Regions from separate parts of the Sus scrofa genome. Here region 2 is linked to region 1. Evidence: chromatin contacts called from public HiChIP or PLAC-seq data. All regions are on one chromosome and are shown on one strand. Each heading gives the region's core, a stretch centred on a gene start, on an enhancer-like site or on the middle of the called end of the contact. The rest is flanking DNA. Distances are from core to core; before and after follow the strand shown.

Region 1 (5,733 bases), core at 1,647-4,146:
GCAGTATCTTAAAAAGTTGAATACAAATTTACCATACAACCCAACAATTCTATTCCTAGGTGTCTGTCCGAGGGAAATGAAAACACAAAGACCTGTATACAAATGTTCACACCAATATTATTCATGATGGCCAAAAAGCGGAAACCATCTAACATCCATTAAGTGTTGAAAGCAAAAGGGGGCATATACATAAATGTGCTACTATTCAGCAAAAAAACAACTAGTGATACCTGCTACTACATGGATGATCCTCAAAAATGGGAGAAAGAATCCAGACATGAAACACCGTATATTATATGAGTTCATTTACATGAAATTTCCAGAACAGTCAAGTCTGTAGAATCACAAAGCAGCTTCGTGTTGGCCTGGAGCTGGAGTGGGAAGAGAGATTAACTGTAAATGAGCATGCAAGGTTTTTCAGGGCAATGGAAATATTCTAAAACTTGGTAGTGCTGATGGTTGCAAAACTGTACACTTGGAGTTGCCATTGTGGCTCTGGGGTAATGAATCCAACCAGTATCCATGAGGACACAGGTTTAATCCCTGGCCTTTCCCAGTTGGTTAAGGATCCGGCATTGCTGTGACCTGTGGTGTAGGTCAAAGATGTGGCTCGGATCCGGAGTTGTGGCTTGGATCCAGCAGCTGCAGCTCCGATTCGACCCCTAGCCTGAGAACTTCCAAATGCTGCGGGTGCAGCCCTAAAAAGATAAACAATCGAAAAACTGTATACTTACTAAAAATCAGGGCGTGATAACCAACTAAAATGGGTGAATTTTATGGTACATAGATTACACCTGAAAATAGATATTTTCAGGAATAAAGGATGTACATATTTAATATATTGAAATAGCAAAAAAGTTATGAGGACTGACTTGCAGTATCAGCCTTTTCATTGATCATGTAATGTTGGAAAAGTCGCTTGACAATGTAGTCCTCAGTCTCCTCATCAGGAAAACGAGAGAGTTGGACTAGATATCTCCAAAGTTCCTTCTGGCTCTAAAACTGTGATTCTGTATGCTATCTTGCAAGCATCAGAACTCAGATACACTAAGCCAGAGCATGCTGTTTAACGATGCACTATAATCTCAACACAGGCCCTGTCTGGTGATATTAACATACCACACCAGTATGGGCTGATGCACCCCAGCAGCATGAGTGCTTGAACAATTCTTGAGCAATATTCTTGAGCAGTGGCTGAAGACTAGGACAGGACTCCCAACACTGACTACACACTTTGCAGGATGGTACTCAACACTTAAACTTCTACACTGCCTTGATGTCTACCTGTACCCTAGTATATGTATCACTGTCACTCACCTAATTAGAAATGCTACCCCATGGTGCTAGGCACTGCACCAGTTGATTTGTAAGCACCTGCAAGCACTGTCTCCTAACTACTGGCCTCTTCCTACAACTCATTCAGTACAATTCCAGATAAACATCCTAAAACATAGAAATTCTGATTGTGTCATTCCTCTACTTATAAGCTTCCCTCTCCACACAGCATTGCATTTCTTAGAAAATAAATTTAAAATCCTTAGTCTGGTTTATAAGGTCTTCTATGGTCTGGTCCTAACCTATTTTTCCAAACATCTTCCCTCTACCACACTTTCAGAGACCTTGCATGGCAGGCAAAATAAACTACCTAAACTGCCTGTACTCAAGGGAGATTTTTAGCATAAGCATAATTCTTAGGTAAACATAATTTTAAAAAGTATCAGAAATCATTCTAAATTTAGAACAGGCTTTCCTGCTAGCATACAAACTGTACTCTGTTCATGTAAGAGGTTTATGCAGCTCCTTGTGCTGGTCTCTGTCTAGAATGTCCTTTCACATAACCCACATACTTTAAATTCTTCAAATGAGCTGACATGTCAAGTGCCCAATGTGGTAGCTGATATGTAAGTACTCAGTAGATGTCTTTAGCTATTCAAATCTGCTTTCTATCCCTCTCACTAGTAATTTCTCTCCCTCTCTGAACTCACACTACCTTTTCTATAATAACTCTCTTCTACAGCATATCACTTTCTATTTCTTTTTGTAATCAATTATTTAATGTGTATATCTTAGATTCCCAATGATCAAAAGCTCTTGGAAAAGCCCATATTGGGCCTGAGTCCTATGCTATGCAGTACCAAGCACAAATTGTAAGTGCTCAATAAATCTTTGCTGGATGAATGGAAATAAAACTAGTGTGAGAGCCAGAGTGACTGCTGGTGGATAGTGTCACCTAAAATGTGAGGAGAGGGAGTTCCCGATGTGGCTCAGTGGTTAAGGAATTGGGCTAGCATCCATGAGGATGCTGGTTTGATCCCTGGCCTCGCTCAGTGGGTTAGGGATCTGGCCTTGCCATGAGCTGTAGTCGCAGATGCTTCTCAGATCCTGCATTGCTGTGGTGTAGGCCAGCAGCTGCAGTTCCATTAGTCTCCTAGCCTGGAAACTTCCATATGATGCAGGTGTGGCCCTAAAAAATAATAGTAATAATAATAAAGTAAAATAAAATAAAATGGGAGGAGAATGGAATAGGAGTGCGACTATGTGCCATGTACAGTGCTGAGCACAGCTTCCTCCCTTACTTCATTTACTCCTTTCTAAAACCCTACTAAGTAGGTGATCGTACTATCTCCACTTTATTGATTAGGAGTAAGACAGACACTTGCATAAGGGCATAACCAAGTCTGGGTCTTTCCAGTACTGTACTTGTCGTCTGTCCTCCTTCCAGTTTATGATTCCCCTCAAAGCAGAGGACGTTCTAGGACAGTACACAGCACCGGCCCCTTCAGCCAGGTGTACTTCAGAAAAGCGTGTTACAGTTTCCAACTGAACTACCAGGAGTAAGCGGGAAGGGGTGGGGGGACGGTCCTTTCCAGTGGCAGGGCCCCGCCCACCACCTCTCTGATGATGTCATTACGCAGGGCCGAGGCGGCGCGGCCACCTCCTTTAAATAAGGCCTTCCCGAGGGGCGCTCGACAGTGAGAGGCGTGTGGTGGTGGGGGGGTGTGTGAGTTGTCTGCGGTTCGCGGCCCGCGCCCAAGCCGCCGCGGACCACGAGGTGGGCTGAAAGGCTGCTCTGCGGCGGAGACGCGGTGGGGAGGGCGGGTTCGTGACGGGCGGGAGAACAGAACATGGCGGCCCCTCGTCCGGGCCAGGAACCTCCGCACCAGTGCTGGGGCGGCCCCCTCCCCCGGCTTTGCTCGCGGCTTTACTGCCTTCCTGGAATCATAATTCTCCCTTGGTCCCCTTTCCCTCAGCCATCCTTCTACCTTCATCGGCTCTCCGGCCCCAGCCCCACACTGGGCAGAAGTGGGAGCCGGTGAGTGGGTGAGGTGGGTGAAGTGAGGCCGGCCCACTCCGCAGAGATCTACTCCTGCACTTGACTGCTTGTTGCTTACAAACTCTGCTTATCACTCTGCCCGGGTTGGCAAGAGAAGCACTGAGCAGGCAGTGGGAGTGTTCAGGGCAGATTTATAGTCCTGGTGATTCCTCTGAGTGATCCTGTGAAGTGTCACAGTGTCCCATAAGTTATCTGGACGTCAGTCTCAAAAGTGTGGTTTTCTTGGAAAGATTCTTGATAGAGAACTTTGGTCCCGTGTCGTTTGCCAGAATCTGCTTCCTAACAGTATAGGGTTGGGAAAATCTTGGAAGCAAGATTTATTTTGGCAGTAAGAGAATCAAGTTGGGGAGCTGAGTTGAGACCGAACCCCATGCCCTCAGGTGATCTAGTATGTGAGCAATGAGAACACCATTCTGTTTTGGTCTTATTTCTTCAGACAGTGTCCTGAGACCCTCCTGGAACAAGTTAAATGGAGAAAAACTGATCCTCCATCAGCCTCGCTGCTCTGTCTGAAAGACCTTAGGAATGTTCCTCTGTCTGCTGTTTTCTAATTTAGATATCTAAGTTGAGAACCGGTGGTAGGAACAGGTTCTTGCTTCACCTGAGTTAACAGTGTCTGGCCCGGCCAATCACCTGCTTTTAATCTTGACCTTTTGTTTTTCCTCAGTTGAGTGTAAATTCTAGAGAAATCCTGCCTTCTCAGGCACCTGCACTACCAGGCAGCAGAATTGTGAACTTTGTGAACCAGAGGGAAGCAGAAATCTAGGAGTAAGAGCTCCGTGATGGCCATGGGTGAACCAAGGCTGAACTGGTGAGTTACATCTGTTTGTAATCTCCTAAAGATTGAAGTGGCTCTGGTGGCTGGATTAGGAAAGGAGGGTGTCTGGCCTGGAGAGATTTGGAGGAAACAGAAAGAGGATAAGTTCAGTGGCTTAGAACTTAACCCATTCTCATCTTCGCCTTCTGAGCACTTCTCTCCTAAAGTGAAAACAATTCACCACTTAGATTGCTTCTAGGTATAACTTCATCATGTATTTATTGTTGGTCTTAGTGAAGTAAGATAGTGGAATTTTTTTGTGTTCAAGATCCTAGCCCATTTCTATATAAGAATAGACTCTTTTTAAGAATAGACAAGCCTTTTTTGTTAGATTGGAATCTATATCAAGTGATGATATAAATGCATAAACCGTATTTTATTTATTTTTATTAAAGTATAGTTGATTTACAGTGTGCCAATTTCTGCTGTGCAGCAGCAAAGCAACTGAGTTATACATATATATACATACTTCTTTATATTCTTTTCCATCATGCTCTATTCCAGGAGATTGGATCAACTTCCCTGTGCCATAGAGTTGGACCTTGTTGTTTATCCATTCTAAATGCAGCAGTTTGCATTTACTAACTCCAAACTCCCAGTCCATCCCTCTCCTGTCCCCTCTTTTTGGAAACTATAAGTCTGTTCTCTATGTCTGTGATTCTGTTTTGTAAGCAGGTTCATTTGTGCCATGTTTTAGATTCCACATATAAGTGATATTATACGGTATTTGTCTTTCTTTTTCTGATAATCTTAGTATGATAATCTCTAGTTGTATCCATGTGGCTATTCATGGCATTATTTTGTTCTTCTCTCATGGCTGAGTAGTAGTCCGTTGTATATGTGTGTGTGTGTGTGTGTGTGTGTGCACGTGTATGTATATATATCTGTATATGTACATATCACATCTTTTTAATCCATTCATCTGTCAGTGGACCTTTACGTTGTTTCCATGTCTTAGCTACTGTCAGTAGTGCTGCTGTGAACATAGGAGTACATGTGTCTTTTTGAATGATAGTTTTGTCTGGATTATATGATAATTGTATCTTTAGTTTTCTGAGGAGCCTCCATGCTGTTTTCCATAGTGGTTGTACTAACTTACATTCCCACTAGCATTGTAGGAGGGTTCCATATTCTCCACACCTTCTCCAGCACTTACAGACTTTTTAATATTCTGACCATTGTGAGATGGTGCCTCATTGTAGTGCTGATTTGCATTTTTCTGATAATTAGTGATGTTGAGCATCTTTTCATGTGTCAGTTTAGGTCTTCTGCCCCCTATATTTTATTTTATTTTATTGGCTTTTTAGGGCTGCACTTGGAGCATATTGAAGTTTCCAGGCTAGGGGTTGAATAAGAGCTACAGCTGCCGGCCTCCACCATAGCCACAGCAACTGTAATAAATATCAGTGCCAGATCCTTAACCCACTGAGCGAGTCCAGGGATTGAACCTGCGTCGTCATTAATACTAGTCAGGTTCATTACTGCTAAGCCATGATAGGAATGTCTTCTGCACATTTTTTGATTTTTTTTTTTTATTGTTTTGTTACATGAGTTGTTTGTTTATTTTGGAGATTAAGTCCCA
Region 2 (5,951 bases), core at 2,015-4,514, 99 kb after region 1:
ACACCCGTGTTATATGGAGGTTCCCAGGCTAGGGGTTGATTTGGGCCACAGCCACAGCAATGCAGGATCCGAGCCACGTCTTCCATCTACACCACAGCTCATGGCAACACCAGATCCTTAACCCACTGTTCAAGGCCAGGGATTGAACCCACAACCTTCTGGTTCGTAGTTGGATTCGTTTCCGCTGCGCCATGATGGTAACTCCAAAATCCTACAAAATCTTAAGGATAATTGTATGAATGAATGAGCTGTCAGGTTGCCAGTTCAAAATGAAAAGACATTTCTGGACATTTGAGTTTCTACTGGCATGAAAGAGATTGAGAAAACTACTTAACTACAAATATGGACCATTCCTTAAGGAAAGCCATCTCAGAGAGTGGAGTCAAGAGTGGGGAGAAGCAAAGCCAAAAACTGATGAGATGATGCATTAAAACAAGAATTGGCAAACTAGGGCCCATAAAACCAATCCAGGCTGTTGTTGCATAAGCCCACATGCTAAGAGACCTGGCAACTTTAGCTTTTGTTTCTTGAGAGCCACCTGCCATTACTATCTGATGTAAAGAGGAAAACCTGGCAGATGAGTGTCCAAGGGACAGAGAGACCCAGCCTGCTCTCAGCCATTCCAGCAACCCCAGTGGAGGCACCAGCCCAGTGAGTGAAATTCCTTTCCATCGTACCACTTCAGCTGAGCTGCCCCACCCAACATCACGGAGTAGAGACAAGCTGTTCTGAGTCCTGTCCAAATTACAAAACCATGAGCAAATAAATGGTTGTTTATGTTTGAACCACTCAGTTTTGGTGATAATTGGTGGGACTGCGATAAGCAACTTGAGTGCACTGTTTAATCTCTGGACTAGGTAGGAGACATTATTTGGGCTCCAGTTTATTCATCTATACTAATCAAGGATTGGACAAAGTAGTGTCTTTTTTTTTTTTTTTTAATTGGCTTTAGCAATTTAATTGGCTGTTACTGGAGCAGATTTATTTATTTATTTAGCCACTCTTTCAGCATGTGGAAGTTCCAGGCCAGGGATCAAACCCATGCCACAGCAGTGACCCGAGCCACAACAGTGACAATGCTGGGTCTTTAACCTGCTGAGCCACCAGGGAACTCCAAGTTAGTGTCTTAAGGTCCCTCTCTACTCTAACATGCTATTTTTGGGTGAATAATTCCATTCTGTTATTCTGTAGTTTTTAGTAAGTGCCTATGCCTGCTAGCTAGGCACTATTAGTAGTGAGTGCAGCAGATAAAGTGTGAACAAAATAAAGTTAAGGCTTTAGAGGAGACCATGCACTATAGCAGACATAATCTGAGATCTGTTGTAGTAAACATTCTCCCAGCCATGGGGGGAAAAACAAGAAAGGAAAAAGGATCTTTGCACTCAGCCATTCAAAACTTCTTTTATAGAGGCAGAACTGGCCCCACATTGCTCATAAATAGCAAACTGTGACTTCTAACAGCTTCATTTTTCTGATAACAACAGTGTGACATTCTGTAGCATAAAGCAAACTCTGACTATTGAACAGATCTGTATGTTTGGATTTGCTGGATGCCCTAGATAAGCAAAAGCATTCTTTTGGATACTTGGCTTTTAGGTAGTCCACAGGATTTGAATTAAATCTTATCTTCTGTAGAGGGCCTATAACAGCACAACTAGGAGTCAGAGGCTGTGCAATCAGCCCTGAGAAGAGAAAGAGAGTCAGAATCTTGTCCACCATTATTATCATCCTGTGTTCGCCTTCTGTTCCAAAACGTTCAGGGAGTAGGCAGAAAAACACAATTTCTGGCTTAAAAGTTTTCAGTCTAAATTGAATAGCTCTGAATGTAAATCAGAAATTGTATGAACAGAGTTGCTTTCTTTTCTATTTGTCCTTCTGACAGTGCCAATCGTGTTTCATTCTGAGTGAAAGAAATGGGTTGGGTGAGCTCTGAGTTGAGTGTCCAGAGGCCCCGTTTATGGTCTGGATTTGACTTTGAGCTTGGGAACGATGTCTTGGCCTTACCATTTTCTGATTCCCAGGAGTGAAATGATACTGAAGAGTAAAAATGGACGGTAACATAGGTGGAAAATTAAAACACAGAAGCATCAAGACCAGCAGAGAGCTACGTGAGGTGTATGAAAGGAATTAAAAGGAGCCAAGGGCGATCTTTTGGATTCTTAGCATAACTTTCCCTCTAGTTTGAGGTTTGAATACAGTGTTTACGCAGTCATACACAAAACCATGTTTGTCTGCATGTTGCCGCTGCAGTTCGTGGAAAGAGCATGGAAGAAAATGAGAAACTGAACAAAACCAGGGAGCTTACTGAGAGGCTGAGAGGGAAACAAAATCAAACCAAACAAAAAAATGGCAGTTCGGAAAGAAGGAAGGGAGGAAACTTCTTTGTTGGAACTCGAGGTTCTAAACCATCGGCCCCACCCAGTCCAAGGCTGCCTGCCACGAGGACTCGCAGAGCAGAGCTGCTCCACACGGGAGGCTGAACGGTCCCGGGAAGCGTGGAGGGAAACGAAGGGCGCGCTCAGGCAAAGGGCGCCTCCCCGGCGGGGCGGGGGGGTGGTGGGTAAGAACTTGGCTCCGGGTCTGGGCCCCCTAACGCGCCACCCAGCTCCCACCGTAGTTCCACGCCTCGCAGCGCGCTCGGAGGCGGGGGCGGACCAATCGTTTGCCCGCCGGGACCGTGTGGACCGTCCCCCCCCACCCCCACCCGCCGCGCCTCCGCGCGCTCCTCCCAGGAACTGTCGGTCAGAGGTTAAGCTAATATGTGTGCTGTCGGTAACCGGGAGCTGAATGCCAACGGCTCAGCTCGGGGGAATCACGATTTATGTTTCTTGGCACAATTCTTCCTTCCATTGCATTGACGCCTTAAAAAAAAGTGACATAGCCAAGCTCAGAGTCGGCTCAAGTCTTGCCAATTTATAAATTGAGCCGGGGCTGAGAACTCGACGTGGCGCTCCAGAAGTAAAAGAGGAAGGGAGGAAGAAACGAAGCCGGTACTGGGCCTCAAGGAAGCCTCGGCGGCGCTTTACCGGAGGGCAGCGCCGTGGGCGCGGGGCCGCTCCCACTGGCGCGGCCCGGGGAACGTTACAGGGCGAGGCGGACCCTGCGGGCGGCGGCGGGCGGGCTGGGTAGGGTGAGTCACCCCGACTCCCGACTCCGGGTGCGAATGGGCCAGGGCAGGGGAAGGCGGGGCGGGGCGGGGCGAGGCGGGCCTCGGCGGGGAGGATGTGGTGGCTATAAAAGCCCCACCCAGGTCAGGCAGCTCCGCTCTGCATCTGGGGACGCTCGCAGCGCTCGGCGCCTGGCCCAGGTAAGCGGGGCGCCTCGTCCGCCCGCTATGGCCCTGGGGCCACCGCGCTAGCGGGGCGCAGAGAGGCGGGGAAGGAGACGGCCTTGCAAAGAGAAGCTCCAGTGGTGGGGACCCCGAGGCTGTCTGGGGAGAGGGCTGGAGAGTCCGTCCGCACCAGGGGCTCTCTGGGGAGGGGGCATAGTGGGGATCTGGACTGGAGTGAGGGGGGGCCAGGTGCGCCCCAGCCTGGGGAGTGCAGGGCAGAAGAAGGGGGTTGGGCATCCCATCCCCGAAGTGCTCGCAGGAAGCCCGGAGAAGTGGCGCCGAGAGAGGAGCGGGGGGCGGGGGGCGGGGGGAGGCCCCGCATTCCAGACGGGCCAGACGCGGCGGGGGGCAGGGTGTGGCCGCCCTGGAGCCCCGGGTCTGGTGGAGAGCAGACTTACGGCACCCTCCACGCGTTACACGACCCTCTAGAAAGAAATCCCCACCTGTTCCAAGTTACTTTACTTGAAACAGAGGCGCATTTATGGAACTTGTGCCGACTAGTAGAAGGGAAGCAGTGAGGGGAGGATAAGGGGTGGGAGCTGTTAGCAGCGGCCCCCTGCTCCAGTCAAACAAAACAGAATGAAGAAACCTCATTCTCCTTTGTCTAGATTATCTTGTAAGAGCAACTTCTGATTTCCGTGTATCCTTCCCTACTTGGTTGACCACTTTTGCATCGGGAAGGAAGTGTCCCCCAACCCCGGGGTTCTGTGGGGAGGGTTGTCACTGACTGACTTGCACTGATGCAGCAGTGAGTCAGGGACGGAAGGTACAGAAAAGGGCGTGGCCCCTCAGGCCGCTGCTTGGGAGTTCTGTGAGGACGCCAATTCCTACCTTCCTCATAGGGTTGTCATGAAGATTTCAAAAAACACGTTCATTCAAAAATAAATATGTAAAGCACACTGAAAACATTAGGTGCCATACAACACAAAGTGTCCTTATTTTTGTGTTAAGATTTGCCATTTTAAAGTTATTTAAAGGTATTCTCCATCTGTGTACAGAAGAGCAGTAACCTCATGGGTACGTATTGGGTCTTTACCAAGAACCATAGTGTTCTGGAGTCCAGGATTCTGTTCCCCGACACTCAGAGAACTCTACTAGTGGGTTCTATCCAAAAGTGTGCCTAACTGTGCTTGTCTGGAACTTGGTTATTTGGGATGCCGATTTCACTTTCCCACTGAAGCAATGTTATGGAAGGCGCTTAATTTGTCAGACTAGCCCAGAGACCCTGTGTGCACTGAATCAAAAATACTGATAATATATGTGGAATTTGGGAGGTGGGCTGTTGGGGAGCGAAGGGAAAGTGAAAGGGTAGGTTAGGGAGGATATGGAGATAAAAAGAATAAATCACTGAAACATTTCACTGGAACTTTTTCTTCATTTTAAGCTTGACCCTTATTAAATTATTTTAATTGTAAAATTATATCTTTGTCACCCTCCCCACTTTTGTCTCTCTTCCTCCTGATTCTTTGAAGACCCACGCCCCTGCCAAATGGCAAAAGCCCATCCCTGCTTATCCAGTTCTGCATTCCCCTCCTTGTATATCTAGCTAGAGACTAGCAGATTGAATCCATATTCATTAATATTCAATACTAGGAATGGCTGGTGGTCCTAAAATGCCCAGCATCCTAGGGGAGTTGTATTATTTAAAAAAAAACAAAACTTTTTAAACATAAACATCTGTAATTTATAGGATTTGAGGCTATGGAATTAAGGAGCCACATAATAGACAATGTGAAGGGAGATTTTAGATGAGGTCCATTTGAGGGTCCTTTGTGGTCAGTGGTGTTAAGACCATCTCGCAAAGCACTCTCTTCTCTTCTAGCTCCATCTTTTACCTCAAAGCTTCATCAAGGCTTTCTCCAGAAGTTTACAGTGCATCTACAGTGGAAGGGTGTGACCATCAGTGTAAATTTTTTTAGTTGAAGGTTTATGATTTGGGGACCACCTGGATTTTGTGATTTCCTTCAGTGCCAAATGGCTTGCCTGCTGTAAATGCACAGGAAATACTGCTGCCTTACTGGTTTTGATCAGGAGCTTGGTTTTGGACTAGAGTCTCAATATTTAACATCCGTGTCTTTGAGCTATTAAAGTACTGTATCGATTAACGTCCTGGGCGGTCGTGGCCATTAGTTTCCTGACTAATTTCTAATTTAAGTAGTTTTCCTGGCAAGGTAGGTATCTGTCTGTAATTGCTATTGATTTTGAGGGCTGTAGGCTCTTCCTGCACTGTTGGGCCTGGAATCTGGTCTTGATCTTTGCTTGTGTGGGCCTGCTGAAGTGTTTCTCACTAACTGAAGGTGGGTGTGTCACAGAAAAGTCTCAGGCTCTCCTGAGCTGCTTCAAACATCTGTTCATTCAATAATGTTTATTATACCATGTTGTATTCACAGGTAGAAGCACTGGGGATACACCAGTGACCAAAATAGAACAAAAACAAAGAAAATCTCTGCTCTTTAGACTTTAAATCTAGTGGGGAGAAAAATATTAGAGACAAAAATGAGTGAGATGCATAGACAGTCAGTGAATTGTGAACTTGGCCCTTTCCCCACTTAATATTGGTTTCCAGATTTGGTTGGGACTCATTTTCCCTTTAATCCAGCTGTCCCACAGACCTGAGCAT

What was found. HiChIP or PLAC-seq counts read pairs in DNA pulled down with a chosen protein or histone mark.
Region 2: a contact with region 1 is called in an H3K27ac HiChIP or PLAC-seq map of alveolar macrophages. The contact joins the promoter of ANXA2 here to the promoter of ICE2 in region 1. A contact is called at or near these places in 1 of 5 promoter capture datasets (liver), 1 of 47 Hi-C or Micro-C datasets (skeletal muscle) and 1 of 2 datasets of contacts at active chromatin or transcription factors (alveolar macrophages).

The regions. Positions count from the first base shown.
Region 1 is chr1:111,486,863-111,492,595 of Sscrofa11.1, forward strand. It overlaps ICE2 (little elongation complex subunit 2), which reads left to right and starts at 2,897. Exons shown (of 17, transcript XM_013992913.2): 1 at 2,897-3,052; 2 at 4,002-4,145. The coding sequence starts at 4,117.
Region 2 is chr1:111,585,960-111,591,910 of Sscrofa11.1, forward strand. It overlaps ANXA2 (annexin A2), which reads left to right and starts at 3,265. Exons shown (of 13, transcript NM_001005726.1): 1 at 3,265-3,307. LOC106508978 (a long non-coding RNA gene) reads left to right here. Exons shown (of 3, transcript XR_001306165.2): 3 at 1-48.